Regions from separate parts of the Mus musculus genome. Here regions 2 and 3 are each linked to region 1. The links are chromatin contacts, called in public promoter capture Hi-C maps. All regions are on one chromosome and are shown on one strand. Each heading gives the region's core, a stretch centred on a gene start, on an enhancer-like site or on the middle of the called end of the contact. The rest is flanking DNA. Distances are from core to core; before and after follow the strand shown.

Region 1 (2,978 bases), core at 340-2,839:
AAACCTGGGCTGGGAATATAGCTCAGTTGGTAGAGTGCTTGCCGATCATGAGAAAGGTCCTGGGTTCGGTCCTCATACCACATACCCTATGGTCTCTGCACTGGGGAGGCAGAAGCAAGAAGATCAGAAGCTCAAAGTCACCCCTGGAAAAAGTCTCAAAGCATAAAAATAAAAAGAGTAGAGAGCCAGACAAAGGTCTAAATTTGCATCCTGGACCTACTTCTTAATTGTTGGGCAATTAAATCTCAAAATGTTGGGCAGCTGCTTAACTTGTGCCTCAATTTCTCATTTGTAAAATAGGGATGAAAATAGAAATTCTCTCATATCGTGTTTATGAATGTCCTGTTAAAGCTAAATGTGTCATGCGTATGAGTAATCTCAGCACTCTAGAGGCCGAGGCAGGGGATTGGCAAGTTTGAGTCCAGCCTAGGCAATGTAGTAAGACTGTCTCAGGGATACTTACATTGCACATTGAGGATGACAGAGGCATTGGCTGGCCGGCCACTCCCTGGGTCCTGCAGGGAGCAGTTAAGCTCATGTTGGGAGCGCTGGGCAGTAACAGTGAAAGTGCTGGTTCCTCCAGAGAAGGCGTCCCCACCCACACTCAGCAGTCGGGAGGTGGTGGCCTCCTGTAGCTGTCCATCCAGGTACCAGGCTAATCGGGGAGTGGCAGAACCTCCTGCAACCCGACAGGTGAAGGCATGGTGCTCATTCTCCCTAAGCGCTCTCTCAGCCCAGGTCTGACCATCAATTTGCGGCGCCAGCTCCCCTTGACCTGGAACACAGCAGGCAGCCGCTGGGAGGCACTTGGAGAGACCACAGTGAGGTTCAGTTACAGAGAGGCAGCAGGCCAAGAGACAGGGCAGCTGGTTTCTCTGACCAGGATCTGCATAGACTTATGGTAGGGAAGTAGGGATAGGGGAACCCAGCCCTGGAGACTGGAGTGGGTATCGTGAGAGGAGATGCAAGCAAGGAGGGTTTGGCCAAAGGATGAACTGGGGTATACCTGAACTTAAGAGGGCAGGAAGGAGCAGCAGTGTGTGCCGGAGGGTAGCTTGGCTTAGAGGCAATTCCATGGTGATCAGGGACCGGCCTCCAGGCTGCTGAGAGAAGAGTACCAGCCATGTAGGCCTAACAATTCCTGCAATAATTTACCATGCACTGATGTAGACTGGCCCACAGTGGCCAAGACACCGGCACAAATAGACACAATCAGCAAGACCCAAAGGAAGAGACCCTATGGCAACACTTCGTCTCTGTGCGGGCATAGAGGCCAGCACTGACAGTAGATGACCACAGACAGACAGACAGACAGACAGACATGCACAGGCGCCCTTCCCCTTCCCCCCCAAACGATCGTCCTTCTCTTGACCCGGTTCACTCCTCGCTGGCCTTGGCTCTCCCTCCCATATCTCGCCATGCACCGCTTTTCCAATCTCGGCTGCTCAGGTGGACTTGGGCCTAGCAAGAGAGCGTCGCGGATCCGAGGGTCGCTGGAGCATCCTGCTTTCGGGTCAGCTCACCTGGCTCCCTCCCAGAGTGAGCCCCAGCAATTGCTCAAGAAGGCTGAGCACCGCAGTCCGCTGCAAGGGCGGGGCCCGCGCCAGGCAGGACCAATCGCTGCCCGAGCAAGGGCAGGTGGCCGTTCCAGCCCCGCCCTGTCCCGCCTCCTCCCTACCCCCGCCAAGGCCTCCACCGTGAGGCTGGTTAGTAAGCAGGCGGACACAGAGCAGACGCAGTCCGAGAGTCCCGGAAGTTTTATTGGGTCCTGGTTGGGTCAGGGTCCCCCTCTCCATCATTCGGCCGGCCACGCTCAGCGCCCGTTGCTGGGCGCGCGCAGCTGCCCCATCATGTCGGCCAGCATGCGGTTGCACAGCGCGGCGTACGGGTTGAGCAGCACTAGCTGGCGCCGTGCGAACGGGCTGCCCAGTCGCGCAGCCTTCTCGAAGTCCCTGCGGGCGTCGTCGTCCCGGCCCTGAAATCTCGCCAGTAGCCCGCTCTGCACGAAGCTCTGGCGGGCGGCGCGACCCCGGCCGCCGCTCAATGTCACCGCGCGCTCCAAGTCCTCCAGGGCGCCTGCGGGCGGACAGGGAGAGGGCGGCGCAGGTCAGCCGGGTGTGGGCAACCGAGCCCCCGCCCACCTGCCGAGCAGAGCAGCCCATCCCCTCCTTCGTGCAGCAGACTTTTGAACCACGAGGGATTATTTCTAACCCGAGATGAAGGGTTGCTACAATTGGCTTGTGGGCCGCCCACGGGCAGAGCTGAGATCAAAGTCCAAGGCTCTCCTTGGCCTTGTTCCTGGTATGTCCTAACATTAATGCACCCAAACGTGAATGTTTTCTAGAGGATCTGGCCACTGTGTTAGTGAATCCATCAATTATCAAATAGTCGTAGTTCACACAAGTGGAGCCTAGCACCTACTGTGTGTTTGGTGGCCCACTTTGAACCCTAGAGTTCAAGAAATCTCATTAGCTAACAGAACTGTTTCCTCTTTTCCAATGCAGACTACGAAAGCGGCACGTTCCCCATTTTTCTCCTTCATTATCTCCACGGTCTTCATTACTCTGTATCTTATTTCATTGGAAGAAGGTCGTGGAGCCAGAGCTGGCTGCACTGTTTTATTTTCGTGATTCTCAGAGGAACGTACTTGGATTGAGTTTCAGAACTCATCCCGGAACCTCAGGCAGCCAGCTTAGGGTTTCTGTTAGGTCCACGGGCTGCTTTCTTTGGACCCTGCCTCTATTCATAGTCTCCAGTTTCCTAAAGAGGCTGCCAGGGCCCTTGCATTGCTCAGCACCATCGTGGAGAAAGGCTGAGTTTCCCTCAGAGGTCCAGGTTGGGACTGCAGACTGAGCAGCTCTGGGACCAGCTCAGTTTCCCTCTTCACAGCTAGTCTGCAGGAATCCAAGCCTCTACAAGTGGAGTTACCTCTGCATCTCCAGGCTTTCCATCTGTAGGTTGTCAACAACAACCTATGG
Region 2 (2,984 bases), core at 379-2,878, 180 kb after region 1:
GTGACGATAGCTCAAGGTTGGTAAGGATTCCAATAACTCTGCCTCCCTGCTCACAGCTTCTTCTCATGAGCCTTCCCAGTGTGGTCAGAGACTCAAGTAAACTCTTACCTTGAAGAAGAGAGATCACCAGGAAGAGGCCAGCCAGACCCTTCCTCTGCTCCATGTCAGTCTCTTTGCTTCTCCAGTAGAAGTATTGAGAGTCCCTTAGCCACCCAGCCACCCAGCCACCCAGACAGCCTGTGCAGCAGCTGGCCTGGCTCCACCCAGCATGCATTGAGCTGGGACTCTGAGTAGAGGCAATACCAGGTGTCTCCGCCCTCTCCTGTAGAGTGTGGGCAGCAGGGGCCCCAGCAGGGGTGTTGATGCTCTGACTTATCTCGTTTTCTCTTTTGTTGTTGTTAAGGCTTGCAGGATAGCAGGTGGCAGGGGATGAGGTTCTAGATTCCCACTTGGAAACCCCTTTACCACTAGAACCTCTATGCGCAATAGGTTGAAGACTCCACTGAGCCTTTTTCTCGATGACAGTGATGAATGTTCCTGCCTGTTCTTCTGGCTAGGTCTGGACTTGTTTGTCACTTGATCCCAGAACTCATGGGTTTAGGCAGAACTTTTCCATGTATGAGACTGGAGTTCTGAATGGAAAAGCATCTTAGAGTAGACCTTCCTTAAGAGATTTTTGACACTGTTCTTTTGAGAACATCTAAGTGGTACCCACCTAGAAGAGAACATCCCAACGGGACAACTAGCTTATTTCTTGGTGTATGACCCTGGGCTAGTTCCAGGGTCTCAGGCTATTGTCTCCTTTAGCCAGTCAATGCATAACAGAAATTCACAGAATTCCTATGTGATTCCAGGCACAAAGGATAATTTTGTCCCCAGACAGATGACCTTCTGATTATAGCAGTGTGGAAAGTTAGATCCCCACAGCACATGGTAGAAAAGTCTATTGTCTCCTGGGGAGGATCGATTCTACAAATGAGTGGATTGATTATATTGTTAAGAAGACTCTCATACTGAGATGGCTTAATGTGGCTGGCATGATGCAAACACTCCTCCCCCAATCCTTAGAGTGATGCTGAGGGAGACAAGCTCTGAGACACTCCATGCATGGGTACTATGTGCTGGACCTAGGATTCCGATGTCTGGATGAGGGCTTCTCAAGTCCATCTTCCCACTGGCTAGAAGCAGCTTGATGTGGTGTCCCAGAGTGTCCTGTGAAGGGTCCTGAGACTGATCAGAAACAAGAGGATCTGCTAATGTGGCTTGTGTAATAGTTTCTCTCAGTGGATCTAAAGAGGTGGCACTTCCTTGTTTGTGAGTAAATGTAGTTGTATTGTTCATAGGAAGCCCAAAATCTTCTTTGTTTGTTACCAGTGACTATTGCTATTTGTTTTTTGTTACCAGGAAAGGCTATTCTAAATTCCCTTACACTTCCTAGAATTCTGAACAAACTTTCCTCATAGTCTCTGCTTTGTATCAATCATCCCAAAATCTTTGCTTCAGAAAGAGCAGTTTGCACCTGTTTGTGTTTTACCCCACACCTAGCCCACTGTTGCTTTGACAGTCTTACACCATCAAAGGCAGAAGGTAGAGAGGCAGATTTCTTCTAGTTCCTCCCCCACTCTTCCTTTTTCTGAATACCCATGAGTCTGTTGGCGGAGGATAGTGCTAACCCTGGCTGATCATCCTGTGGCTTGCCTCTATTTGTTGCATGATTCCCTCTGGAAGATGGAACACAGCGGGATTCTGGCTAGTCTGATACTGATTGCTGTTCTCCCCCAAGGTAAGGGAGGCCTCTTCAGCTGTGTGGAGGATGGACCCGTGAGGGGCATTGTCACTGGGAGAAGTCCACTGGATAGTGCATCTCGTTTACCAAGCTGGGGAAGATAAAAGGGCAAGGCTAGGGCATAGGAAACAAGCATTCGGCTTTGACCTGCTCTAGTCAAGGCTCACATTGGTCGTGATGGTGTCCCCAAACTCCTTGGACCAGACATTTGTAGGAAATGGTTCCATATTGTATGTCCCTAGGCCTAAAACTAGTAATGAAGTTATACCCATTGCATCGTCTAAGGCAAATGGCCTCTTGGAGTAGGATTCTTGGTCATGTGACCACCCGGAGCCACGGCTCGGCTCAGAATTTAGAAGCGATCTTTAAGAGAAAAGTTAGCTTTAGCTGAATGGGAAGGACAGGCAGAGGGTATGTTATATTAAAGTCTGTAAGTCCTAAGTGCCAACTCTTTCTCAGTTTGTTTGCTTTTAAAACAGAAAAGCAGGCTGGGTAGATAACACGGGGGTAGGACTCAAGGAGTGCAAAAAACCCAAACCAAACAAACTCCAAAATAACACTGCGAAGCTCACATCTCAGAGCTCAGCCGTCCCAGGAAAACTGGGTCAAATGGTTACTCTAAGAGCTGTCCTGGCCACCAGAGATTTCTACTGGACGTAACTCCAAAGAAGACGGGACTTTAAGAGGAGAAGAATTACATACACCTCTCTTCTCCAGCATGCTCATATATGTTCCTGCTTCAGAGGCAGGGGCAGCCATTTTGGAGTTTTCTGGAGGGTGCTCTTTTGTTCAGATCAGTAACTAAGTAATGAAGCTCAGAGACACACAGACTCCAGGGAAGGCTGGCTGTAGACATAAGGCATGGCAGTGCCCTCTGGGCTGGGAAGGCTCACTGTGCCCACAGCCTTTCACCTCTCCCACCAGACTTGATGTACTTAGAGCCTCAGGAGCAGATTTGATACATATTGGTGGCCCTTTCTCCTTAAGCAAGCATGGCAAAGACAGTAAAAATTATAGGGGCACAGGAGGGACAGGAACCGCTCAACCCAGAAACTAGCTAGGGTTTGAGAATTTCAGCACAATTAATGTTCTCTGTATAAGTTGTCTACAAGCTGCTCTTTTCTGATACGGGTATTTTACTATGCTGCTATTTAAAATAGCAACAAGTCAGGCTTAAGGCTGGACTGTGTATGACCTT
Region 3 (2,700 bases), core at 54-2,553, 210 kb after region 1:
CCCAGCATTCACAGGGCTAAGGCAGAAGGGCACAGTGTTTAAGACCAGTCAACTTAGACTGTCTCATGAACCTCTGTCTCACAAGCAGCTAGCCAACTCTCTCAGGACCCCCTGTGAAGGTGTGTGCACAGTCAAGTTTGAGAAACCCAAAGTGAAGCAGGAAGTAGAGGCACACAGCTGTGGTTCTGAGAGGGGAGCCAGGCTGTGGCAATTTTCTAGGTCTTTGACATAAAACTCTCATGAGCCATTTGCCTCACAAAGTGCATGCAGCCCTCCTGAGCACAGACCCTGTCGACAGACATCTCTGGCTTCCCAGATCAACTGCCGGAATTGCTGTTTAACAATGAATGATTAGTCAATCGTGCATGACAACTTCATCCATAAGACAGGAGCCGTACCACTTTTCTTCCATGGAAGAAGCAAGAATCAAACTGATTAACCCTTGTTTCTTCATGCGGCACATGCACTTAGCAAAGGGCCGTGTGTGTGTGTGTGTGTGTGTGTGTGTGTGTGTGTGTGTGTGTGTGCTTGCGCGCGCGCGCACGAGCACGAGCATGCATGTTGTTTATGTGCTCTCAATTATTTACCAATTCTATCCTACCTTACTTCCCCAAAAGGATGAACTAGTAGGAATCTCTTGGCCACTTCCAAAAGACTGGAAATTACAAAGTGTCTCAAAGATACTAAGCTGGGATGAACCTGAGTCTAACCCTCCCGTCTCCCCCAAACCAAGAGAGGCACTATCTCTGCTCATTCCTTGTGTTAGTTCTTAGCATTGCTAAGTTTACAGTCAGATGGGCTTATTTTCCACGACAGACAGAACTCTTCTCTCAGTTGATGAGATCAACCCAACTGATTTCCTTTGCATGTCTCCTGAACTGTCTCCCCGCACCTGAGTCCCCAGCCCTTGTCCCCACTTCCTAACGGTATCGCCAACAGTTCCTTGAATCTTCTAGCCACTGAGGCACCAGCTGCACTGGGCAAGACTGTGAACCTTGCAATGGCCTGGGAAAGCACCGCCCTTTCATTCCCCTACTCACCAGCTAGGAGGCTGAGGCACAGGATGCCCCAGAAAGTGTTCCACCGCATCCTCTCAGAATGCTCTCTCTACCAAGATGGCGGACGCAGCCAGCTCATTACTTCTGAAAAAGAAACAGATGAGGTTTTCAACACAGTGGCTGCATGCAAAGACCCTGGATCATTGGTTGCCATAGTAGGATGAAGGAGAGTGGGGGGCACTTCACAAGGAGAGACTTACCATTTCTGAAGAAGGCACCAGACGCAGACAGGGGAGGCAGGTGTCTGAACCCCACACAGGAAGTGTAGAGGGGACTCAGGGCCCGCCTGCTCCACGTCACTTGGAAATGTTTGAGGCAGAAGCCTCCGCCTTGGTTAACTGAGGAAATCCGCGCCTCACAGCCTTCCCATAAGGATGAACAAGGGGGGCTCTAGCAAGCCCCCGAGAGTGCTGTGAAAAACACCTACTTGTGCCCTGTGCAAAGCACCTCCACACTGAGGGAGCCTTCCTTATGCATAACCCCTCCAGCGGAGGCAGGAAGACGTTGAAGCACTCAGTATCTGCCTTCTGTTATGGTGCCCTTGGGTCTGAGCAGCAGGATGGAGTGGAGCCGTCTCATTAATAATCTTCGAGGGGCTTGCTTTTCTTTTCTTTCTTTCTTTGAGACAGGATTTTTAGCATGTAGCCGTCCTGGCCTTTGATTGCACATGCTGGGCAGTTGCTGGACAATGAGAGAGTCACATAGCTCCTGTCTTTGTACTGACACTATGCTAGGGGCTTTACTCATGCACCCACTAGGGTAGCTTTTAGCATTATTATTTAAAATCTAGCATAAGTACTTCCTGAGTTATAAGCAACAATCTTTTTCTTTGTAAAAAACGCTTATTGACTTAGCTCTTTGATAATTTCATACAATTGTAACACACTTTCTGATGATTAATCTCCCTTTCTCGACAAGTCTTTTATTAAAAAGTTTTACGAAAAAAAAGTTTTACGTTATTTATTTACCTATTTATTATATGTGTATATGTGTGGGCATAGACTTGCCACAGCATGTGTGGAAGTCGAGGGTAGCTTGAGGGATTCTCTCTAACATGTGAGTCCCAGGTTTCAATTCAGGTCTTTAGGTTTTTAACCACAAACAACTTTATCTGTTGAGGTATCTCTCTGGCTCCGCTTCTTGATATATCTACTGGGTTTAACGAGAGTTAGCTGTGTGACAGTGGATTTGGAACTAACTACTGAAGGAGCCTGAAGAGCTCCTCAGTGGGTACAGGACTGAAGAAAACGGCTGCCTTTCTTTCTGAATCCATCTATAACCTATAGTTCAGTAGAAAGGCTTAGAGCCCCAGAAGTCCCGCCCCAATGCATGATTGACTGTTGATAAGCCCAGTTGCATGTGGATCCACTGCTGGCTGCCACAGCTACTAGAAGGCAGTGCTTCACAGCCCTTCTCCCTAGTTTCTACTCTTACATTCTTTTTGCCCACCCACATCTCCAGATAAGGGATAGTATCAGACTCAGTGCCCAGAGGGACCTCCCTCTTCTCAGATGGGAAGGGGAAGGAGGGGTGGGGGGAGCGGCTATCTGAGGGGCGGGGACTTGGAGGGGGGGCTTGGAGGAGGGGGGCTGAGATTGGGATGTAAAATGAGTAAATAAATTAATTAATGGAAATTACAAAA

Evidence for each region. Promoter capture Hi-C pulls out the DNA fragments that hold promoters and counts their contacts. Capture Hi-C pulls out chosen DNA fragments and counts their contacts.
Region 2: a promoter capture Hi-C map of pancreatic islet shows a contact between it and region 1. The contact joins the promoter of Cd3d here to the promoter of Tmem25 in region 1. A contact is called at or near these places in 3 of 39 promoter capture datasets (cranial neural crest, embryonic stem cells and neural stem cells), 1 of 484 Hi-C or Micro-C datasets (bone marrow-derived macrophages), 4 of 115 datasets of contacts at active chromatin or transcription factors (the SCID.adh cell line, bone marrow-derived macrophages, effector CD8 T cells and 1 more) and 4 of 9 other capture datasets (adipose tissue, liver, macrophages and 1 more).
Region 3: a promoter capture Hi-C map of embryonic stem cells shows a contact between it and region 1, with 3 times the contacts expected there. The contact joins the promoter of Cd3e here to the promoter of Tmem25 in region 1. A contact is called at or near these places in 5 of 39 promoter capture datasets (embryonic stem cells, liver and stem cell-derived epiblast-like cells) and 3 of 9 other capture datasets (adipose tissue, embryonic stem cells and liver).

The regions. Positions count from the first base shown.
Region 1 is chr9:44,797,658-44,800,635 of GRCm38.p6, forward strand. It overlaps Tmem25 (transmembrane protein 25), which reads right to left and starts at 1,590. Exons shown (of 8, transcript NM_001357385.1): 1 at 1,007-1,590; 2 at 464-775. The coding sequence starts at 1,076. Ttc36 (tetratricopeptide repeat domain 36) reads right to left here. Exons shown (of 3, transcript NM_138951.1): 3 at 1,743-2,076. The coding sequence ends at 1,814.
Region 2 is chr9:44,980,158-44,983,141 of GRCm38.p6, forward strand. It overlaps Cd3d (CD3 antigen, delta polypeptide), which reads left to right and starts at 1,629. Exons shown (of 5, transcript NM_013487.3): 1 at 1,629-1,783. The coding sequence starts at 1,729. Cd3g (CD3 antigen, gamma polypeptide) reads right to left here and starts at 274. Exons shown (of 7, transcript NM_009850.2): 1 at 109-274. The coding sequence starts at 163.
Region 3 is chr9:45,008,308-45,011,007 of GRCm38.p6, forward strand. It overlaps Cd3e (CD3 antigen, epsilon polypeptide), which reads right to left and starts at 1,304. Exons shown (of 8, transcript NM_007648.5): 1 at 1,259-1,304; 2 at 1,041-1,142. The coding sequence starts at 1,089.